2 separate regions of the Mus musculus genome follow, and region 2 is linked to region 1. A link is a contact called in public HiChIP or PLAC-seq data. All regions are on one chromosome and are shown on one strand. Each heading gives the region's core, a stretch centred on a gene start, on an enhancer-like site or on the middle of the called end of the contact. The rest is flanking DNA. Distances are from core to core; before and after follow the strand shown. Region 1 holds the start of Plekha5 (pleckstrin homology domain containing, family A member 5). Region 2 overlaps Plekha5 (pleckstrin homology domain containing, family A member 5).

The links. HiChIP or PLAC-seq counts read pairs in DNA pulled down with a chosen protein or histone mark.
Region 2: a contact with region 1 is called in an HNF4G HiChIP or PLAC-seq map of pancreatic cancer cells. The contact joins the enhancer-like site here to the promoter of Plekha5 in region 1. A contact is called at or near these places in 1 of 39 promoter capture datasets (the C10 cell line), 6 of 484 Hi-C or Micro-C datasets (CD4 T cells, brain, embryonic stem cells and 3 more), 4 of 115 datasets of contacts at active chromatin or transcription factors (effector CD8 T cells, embryonic stem cells and pancreatic cancer cells) and 2 of 9 other capture datasets (adipose tissue and liver).

What each region holds. Positions count from the first base shown.
Region 1 is chr6:140,421,865-140,426,246 of GRCm38.p6, forward strand. Plekha5 (pleckstrin homology domain containing, family A member 5) reads left to right here and starts at 2,235. Exons shown (of 31, transcript NM_144920.3): 1 at 2,235-2,392; 2 at 2,513-2,592. The coding sequence starts at 2,301.
Region 2 is chr6:140,506,313-140,510,858 of GRCm38.p6, forward strand. The region is part of intron 3 of Plekha5 (pleckstrin homology domain containing, family A member 5); the gene reads left to right. Among named protein-coding and RNA genes, the nearest start is that of Plekha5, 84 kb to the left of the region's middle. Within about 2 kb of position 3,054, at least 66 of the 459 cell types and tissues checked have an H3K27ac peak or open chromatin away from gene starts, as enhancers often do. A contact at or near this core is called in pancreatic cancer cells and uterus, where this site is marked.

The sequences.
Region 1 (4,382 bases), core at 985-3,484:
TGTCTTGCTTTGTATACACATCATTAACTCTTTTATTTGCTGTTTTCCCTAAACTCCAGGACATCGGGAATTATTCTTAAGAGTCTAGATTACACAGGGAGCAGTGGTGCACACCGTTAGATCCAGCATTCTGGAGGCAGAAGCAGGCAAATCTCCGATTTAGAGGCTAGCCTGGTCAACAGAGCAAGTTCCAGGACAGCCTGGGCTATACAGTGAGATCCTGTCTCAACAAACAAACAAACAAAACAAAACGAAACAACGAAACAAACGAAAAGATTCTAGATTACTATTTGAGTACTGCAAATGTTTTTCTTTTCTTCCTTCTCTCTCTCTCTCTTGTCTCTGTCTCTCTTTCTACCTCCCCAAACCCCAAGCATAGAATGTGCACTCTACAGTTGAACTACATCCATAGCCTTTGGTTGCGATTTTGAAAGATACATAAGTTAATCTATATTGACTTTTGAGATGTGCTTTCTGTGAACACATCTTGTAGTATCCAAAGATCCAGAGCTAAATAGAAGCCGAGCACAGCACACAGTCAACGTATAGACTTCTCGGTGGTATGCAAACATCCAAATCCCTCAGCAGGACTACCAAGCACTAGATTCATAAGCTATTGTGGCATTTGGGAGACTTTTAAGTTTGTAATGATAACAGAGAGTCAACAGCTCTTCTTATACTTGCTGTGCTGTGCCAGTGACCACTGATGCTAATGTGGGACATTTCCTGCCAGCTATTCATTGATTAAAAAAAAAAAAAAGTCATATTTTCCAGAGACTGGGTAGGAGATAAGATGTCAAAAAGTAATAAGGACTGAAATGAGGGAGCAGAATACAAACGAACCCAAAAGAGAAAACATTACAGCGATGGTATTTTTTTTTCCTCCTGTATATGCAGATGGACAGGAAAATTATAGCAGTAATTGCAGTCTCCGTTTCACCAGAGACGTATGGCCTTGGGGAATCAGGAGATAGGAGGAAAAGCCAATGAAAATGCACGCTCATCAGGAGCTTTGGCCAAGGGCATTCACCCTCCCTGTGCCTTGGTTTCCTTAAAGGTTGAAAAGCATCATTTACTTATTTCAGTTACTTGGGAAGATGAATGAGAGAATGCCTCAGAAGCATCCAAACTGGTCAGGGAAAAAAAAAAAAAAGGTGCTTCGAGAATGCCAAGTTGTACTGTTATTATTGAACTGTGTTTCCTCTGGGATGAGTCATTTGCTGCAAAGCCATGGAGACAATTCCAAGAGTGATGATGAAGGACCAGGGGCAGTAAGGAGCAAGCATAGCGCTCTTTACTGGTGCAAGGGAGGTCTTACTAGCAGTGAACCCTTCCTTTGTTCAAAGGACAAGGGGGCCGGGGGTGCCAAGGCATTAAAAATACTATACAGCAACGTATTCATTCGAGTAGACTCTTGGAAATCTATAGGCGATTTGAATTCAGACTTTGCCATTTTTCACCATAACCCTGGGCACAATCACCTTTGTTCCTTTACGTTTCTTTGCCCCTCTCAGTGAAACGGAGACAATCATAGTTCGAAGGGATTTAAATGTCCACCACCCCAAGGACTCCGTAAAGTTAAGTTGCCCTTGTAATAAATGAGAGAGATTGGGAGCCTAGAAATTCACGTTGATAATCAAGTGCATCTTTTTTAAGAAAGGAAAAGGCAAGTTTTTATTTTCTAAACTATTATATGGCTCAGAAGCTTAGAAAGGAAAAAAAAAAAACCACCAGTAACAAAAAGACCTTAAGTCTGAATCAGTCCCATTTCAGTGGTCCGAGCTCACTCGCGGACCCTCCTTTATTTGGCACGCCACACACCAGAAAAGCCTTTCCCAAAAGCAGTTTTCCATTTCAACGCCCGGCGTCTCCCAGAGAAGCCCCGGGCTAGGCAGGCAGTAGCTGATTCAAAACCTCACAGGTTCGGAGCCCAGCCCTCCGGGCGGGCGCCGGCGGGACCCGACCCCGGAACCTTCGCGCGGCGCGGGCGGGGCACGGGGGAGGGCTTTGGCGGGGGCGCGGCGCCGCTTCGCCCAGCCTCCGAGCGAGCGAGCGAGCGAGCGCAGCGCGGGCCGGCGGCCGGCCGCGGAGGATGCCGAGGGGCGGCGACGCAGGCCGGACTCAGCCGGGGCGGCGGGGAGGGCGCCGCCCGAGGGGGTAGGGCGGCCGCGGGGGCGCGCTCGGGCCGGGCCGCGCGCCCTGCGCTCCTTTCGCTCGCTCGCTCGCTCGCTCGCTCGCGCCCTCCTTCCTCAGCGGCGGCGGCAGCACAAGGCGGCGGCGGCGGCGGCCGGGGAGCAGACATGGCGGCCGACCTGAACCTGGAGTGGATCTGCTCGCTGCCGCGCTCCTGGACGTACGGGATCACTAGGGGCGGCCGCGTCTTCTTCATCAAGTGAGCGGGCGGGGGAGGCGCCGCCGGGCGGCTGGGGGGAGCGGTGGGAGCGAGCGGGCCGGGGGCCCCCGTGGGTCGCCCCTCGCGCCGCTCAGCGCCTGTCCCTTCTCTTCCCTGCAGCGAGGAGGCCAAGAGCACCACCTGGCTACACCCGGTCACCGGCGAGGCCGTGGTCACCGGGCACCGGCGGCAGAGCACAGGTAGGGCCGGCCGGGGCTGCGGCTCCGGGCCACCTGGCGGGGTTGGAGGGGCTCCGGGCTCCGCGCGACTGAGTCCCGGGGCGCCTATTCTTCTCCGCCTTTTCATCAGCGCTTGGAGACGGCGCCCTCTTCCTGGCGCCCTGGTCCCCATCCTTTCCCGGACGCCCCCCGAGGATGGGCGACGCCCCTCTACCCCGGATCGCCCCCGTCTCCGCCTCCAGCACCCTTTAGGAAGTCCTCACCCGCTCCCCTTTGCTCCCCGCATCCCAGCACCCCTGCGGTGAGACGGTCCCGCATCCTCGCCCTGCTCCCCAGAGAACTGCTTTCTGCCAAGCAGCTTCCTCCTCCACCACCTCCTACTTCTCCTAAGTGGGACTGTGGGTAGGTGACTGATGGAAGAGTTAGGGGTGCTGCGGTGCCCCCCCACCATGTGATCCAAACACCGGTGAGTCCCCTCCTGCTACCCGAGTAGCCGCTGGAGTTAGGACGCTGGAGCGGGCGCCGCAGCCAGTGATCCCGGCTCAAAAGTCCCCGGTAGCCGCAGCCAAGCTCCACGTACCACCAGCAGGCGGTGGGCGAGCCAGGGCGGTCCCGCGTGGGGGGCCTTCGGGCCCCAGTTCCACGAGGAAATGCATCTCGGGTTGCTTTGATAGCTTTCTTGAATGTTTAGCATGAGTTGAGCTGGAGGAGGGCTTGTGGTGGTTTCAGTGCTGGTCTGGCTTTCTTTTGTCATTCTTTGTTTACATTCACCCAACTTGTTTGCCTGAAACGTAACGTGAGTTCTCATACTGGCCCGCCTCTATTCCGGGTGACTGCAAAGGCTTGAGAACAGTTGGGTCGAAGGTGAGGCCCAGTTCTGTCTCTCCCTCTGGGTACTTTTCTCGCCAGCTCCGAGGTTCTGAGGATCTCCTATTAAAGTTGCCAGAAGGGTGAACAAACCTGCCTTTTCTGCTAAACGCTGGAGTTCAGTGAAGTGACTAATAATGTGTCCAAATTTGCACAAGTGTGGAGGAGGAAAGGGAAGGCTGCTGTAGCAGGCATGATGAGGTTACATTTTTAGGGCATTTCTGACTAATAAACCGTCATGTTTCCTAACTCTCTGCACTCTTTAGCTTCAGCCTGTTTACTGTACGCATTTGCAACTTTGATAGCCTCGTTACCCTTGTGGATATGGGCACGTTTATTTCATGGAAGACAATATAGGGTTAAAAGAATTTAGCCCAAATGTTTTATGGCATTATCTCAGGCCTATTTTGATTACGTATGACACGAATGTCTTCGAATTACCCTCACAGATTAAAAAATAGCAGTCACATGCCGGAAATATTTTATTCTATGATGTGATTTCGCATTTATCTATTTATTTATTCTTGTTTGATTTACTTTGCTTGGGCTCCCGTTCTGTGCACACATGTGTGCCTTTTCATTCTGGAGATGCTGTGATTAAATCCAAAGCTCTTGTCATCATAAGTGGCACATAAGTGGCCTGTGGCACATAAGTGGCACATAAAGATGCAGTCGCTCACTTGAAACCCCACCTCTCTTCAGGTCAAGTGTGTTGAAACTCGTGTGTAAGGATTCAGTCAGTTTTCCACTAATTGAAGGCTTGCGTTCCTTTCATGGTAGAAGAAACCTAAATGGATTCGAATTGAAAAATAGGGTTTTGAATAAACAAGATATACCTAAAAAGGCAAAATGCTGCCCATTTGGGGTTTGTGCAGTCAGTGATGGGTGTTTTACCAGGGCTCGAAGACTTTGCCTTTGGGATATCACAGCTGATCCTTTCCCAC
Region 2 (4,546 bases), core at 1,804-4,303, 85 kb after region 1:
GGCAGAGTCCGTGTGTTCTACATAAGTGGATAACAAAGAAATGTACAGTGTCCTTCTTGTTAGTTGTAGAGAAAGTGGGAGACTGAAGAGATGACAGGTCAGTTAAGAGCATATGCTCCTCTTGCAGAGGACCCACGCTTGCTTCCCAGTGCCCTTGTGGAGCAGCTCACGATCCTGTAACTTCTGCTCCAGGACGTCCATGCCCTCTTCTGGTCTCTTTGGCCACTGTATGCACATGCATTGCACATACATGCACACACATAAGTAAAAAATAAATCTTTTAAAACTAAGAATTAGTTGGAGCAGGCAGACATGTTGTTTAGACCTTTTATTGAGTCCACAGCACAGCTACAAGTGGCTCTTCTGTGCCAAGGCTAAATCTCCTTAATGCATTCTGCCCTGTATATAGAGTTTTCATTCTACAGTTTGCACATACTGCCATTGCAAATTTTTCTAAATATTTAATACAGTGAAAGTATGGTTAAAGATTAACTACTCTCTCCACTTTTTCCCTATTACATTTGAGACAGTGTGTGTGTGTGTGTGTGTGTGTGTGTGTGTGTGTGTGTGTGTGTGTGTGTGTGTGTGTGTGTAAACGTCCAGGGCTAATACAGACGTAACCACATGCTAGCTCAGAAGTTGAAATAACTCCTGGCAGCTCAAACTCAGGACACAGATGCTGACCAGTTTTAGTGCATCCTTGCTGCCTTGTGTTTGCTGAGACAGGGTCTCGGTGCTCATTGTGCAGAGCACACTGGCCTCCAGCTCACAGAATTCACTGCCTTTGCCTCCAGAATACAGGGATTAAAAGTGTGGCCACCAGGGCCAACTGTTTTGTTTGCTGCCTGTAATGTCTTACCTCACACCTTGATTTATAGGTAGTTGGATAAATGAACTAGAATTTGTCCTCGAGAGTCCATGAATGCATACTTTCTTTTTATTATGCAGAAAAGTTTGTTTCACCCCGTGGGGGTAGGTGCTTTGAAATAGAAATATGTAGTTACTCACAGGACTGATTATAACAGGCAGTGTGACCTCAGCTAGCAGCTTGGGCGAAATCTCCCGAAGAAGATAGTATTTGAACAGGACTTGAAAAATATAAGTTGGTGAGGCACACAGTTTATAAACGAATTGAATTAGCTGTAACTTACCTCATGCAAAAAGCAGAATTTAGAAAGGATTGGAAGAAGAAAGAGAATTCTTAAAGCCTTAAGTCAGAGTCTTACTAACTGGCCTTAGGAAAAAAGGTCACCTTGCTCATTAATGACCTGAGAACTGGATAGTCTCAAATTCAGAGCTTCTGGATTCTCTTAGTTAGCAAGTATGTTCTAGTAGCTTCCACTCCCTACAGAGGACGAGTCTAGTGGTATGAGGGGCTTTCTCATTATAATTGGTTTCTTCCTAAGCAGGTGTTTATGGACTGACTGGATTCTTACATCTCTTCCAAGTACTTATTCCAGACGTCTGCTGCTTTGTGAGGTTTTATCTCTAAAAGAACAGCAACCTGAAACAATGGAAACTCACCCCCACACCCATTCTTGATTTTTTTTTTTTTAAACACAGTTTCCACCTCCTGGGAGTTGAGCTCACAGGCATGGACCACAAGGTCAAGCGCATTCTACTATTTCCACATCAGAAAGATTTGTATTAAATGACTAAGGGGGTGAAATCCTTAACTAACCAATGAGACACCTTACACTTACTGTCTTACCGTAGTGTTAGGTACTGGGAGGAAATACTAGAAACAGGGCTCCTTTCCCATTACAAGAGCTTCTATATTGAATATTAATTATGAATAAATTGGCCCCAGATGATGGATGGGATCGGGTTTCAGATTGAGGTATTTGGAAATAAATCTCTTGCAGAGTGAATGTTGCGAATCCAGATAGATCAAGTAAGTCAAGGGCAGGGGTAGCATTTTCAAGATTACAATCCACTGAGAAGTGAAATCGTAAGTATGTAAGGACTCAAAACTGACAGTGTGGCCGCTGGGCTGTCGGGTGTCTCACAGGCGTGCCTTGTGCTTGAGTGAAACACGGGTGCTGGTGTAAGTTCTTATGAGACCCCTGCTGAACTCTAGTTTTTGGTTGTAGATCGTATCCTGTTTGTCGTCTGTCTGTCCATTTGATACATATTGTGTTTTGGCTGGACGTGTGTAGTATCTTTTTACCGTTTATGTGCCTGGTACCCACAGTGACCAGAAGCGGTTCGGTCCTCTGACTCTGTGGTTACAGATGGTTGTGCCATGTGAGTGGTGGGACTCAAACCCTGCTCCTCTGCTAGGGCAGCATGTGAGCCTAACCACTGCCAAGTGGAACCTTTCGCTGTGGTTTTTAGAAATGCTTTGTTTTCGTTTGTATATGTACACCCACTTTGGAGAGTTGGTTCTCTCCTCCCATCGGCCTCAGGGACTGCATTCATGTCATGAGGCCAAAATGGCAATGACTTTTACCACCTGAGCCCTCACTGGCCTTCTCTTCTGTCTTCATGAGGCGCGGCTCCTGCGGTAGACTTTAGAGATACGTGAAAAGAAAATTGGGATTAGTTGAGGTTTAGGACTCCCCACGGATTTGAAGTTGATTGGCTTCAGCAGTGTAGTGGGCTGTCTGTCTCCACAGCTTTTCTTGGCTTTCTCCTGACCATGTGATCAGTGCAGGCCTGAGACCTGCTGGGCAGAATTGTACAAGGCACATGAGAATTGCCTTATTGTTAGTCATCTTTCTGTAAGTAAATAGTTTGTCTGCTAGTGGGTAGTGTGTGTGTGTGTGTGTGTGTGTGTGTGTGTGTGTGTGAGAAGTTTAGACTTTTTGCTGACGTGTGTGCTCCGAGCATAGCTACCCCTAATGGATTTCATCTTGAAATAGTCGGATGGCCTTCGTTTTGTTAAGCAGTTTCCACATATCCCCCAGGCCATTAGCCATTTCCTCCTCTGGGCTCTCAAACCAGGTTATGTTTTAATGATTTGTTTACAGCCCGCTTTCTCCTATTAAGCTGTCAGTTGGGCCTGTGGTGACCTTGAAAGAGGGACTTTATCTTACTCTCCCCTTTGTTCCCGTGGCTGACCACACTGTAAACAGTGAGTAAGCCGTCTTCGTCTTCGTTGTTGCGAGGGCAAGAGACTTCACAAGCGCCATAATGTCATAAACCAAGTGCTAGGCTGCCTTGTCCCTTCTTCCTCTCCCCAGGTGGAGACTCTTGGAGCAGATCTCTTGTTTCATTTCATTGTTTCTTGGAGCAGTGCGTTGTGGAGCCCCTGGACCACTGTGTGATGCTGCAAACGCTGAGCTAGGTTTTTGTCTGATTTTGAAAGTCCTGCTTTACTACGGGATCACATGTAACCCAGGTGCATGAGAGGAATGGCAACGTTGCTTTTTAGTACATTATTTTGTTCATCTGCGTAGCTGATGTTTTTGTTGTTGTTGTTTGTTTCCAGGTTTATAGTTGTTTGATTGTTTCCTTAAAACAGGATAGGATGTCATGGTTTTTGTTTTTTGTTTTTTTTTAACACTGTAGCTGTCCTCAGACACTCCAGAAGAGGGCATCAGATTTCATTATGGATGGTTGTGAGCCACCATGTGGTTGCTGGGATTTGAACTCCTGACCTGTGGAAGAGCAGTTAGCGCTCTTAACCAGGCCGTCTCACCAGCCCGGATGTCATGGTTTTAATGTTCATATACTTGAGCCCAGGTCACTAAGTGTTGTTATTATTTTGGAAAGCCCTGGAAGCTTTACAAGGTTGGCCCTCGAAGGCTCCTTGGCCCCTGGTCCCTGTGTGTTGTTTCCTCCGCTTCCTGCTCTTCTATGGTGTGCTCGCTCAGCCTCTAACACTCCGTGGTCCTTCCTCCATGAGGCGAGCTGCTTGGGCATGGTGTCCCTGACATGATGCAATGCAGATAACTGAGAATAAAGCAGTCCTCCTGTAAGTTAGTTCTGTCAGATAGTATGTCTAAGCCATGCAAAAATAACTAATAGAAAAAATTGGTACCAGGGGAGTAAGGTCACTGTAACTAAACCTAACAACATGATTATTAGGTTTTGAAAACTGATGTATAAGAAGAATGTGAAAGAGTTTGAAGGCAGACTAGAGCACCCCTCCTACAGTTCGTTAAGCAAAGCTAAGTGGACCATTCTGGTAGGAGTTTAGAAAGCTAGAACCTTATAGAAATACACAGTAAAGACTATTCTGTGAGGTTTAAAAGGGAACATGACTCTATTAGAATTGGACTGGAAACCATTCATGTTATATTCTAGCACAGAATCTGTCTCTAGTTTATGCATGTCTGAAACCTTGAAAGAGTATAAATTGAAAAATGATATAGTGTTCAGGCTATGCCATTGCTAGTGCTAGCTGCACTACCACTAGTTTTCATTGAGAATTGGGAGCTTTTAAAAGCAGAGCAGAAATTCATAGGAAAACATACAGTTTGGCCAGAAAAGTAGTTTCTTTAAAGTTGCAGGCAAAGAAGCCATTAAAGAGAAGCCAGACAATTTATACAAGAGTGTTAAAATTAAAAGTACCTTAGATATTTCAGGAATTGAGAAGTCC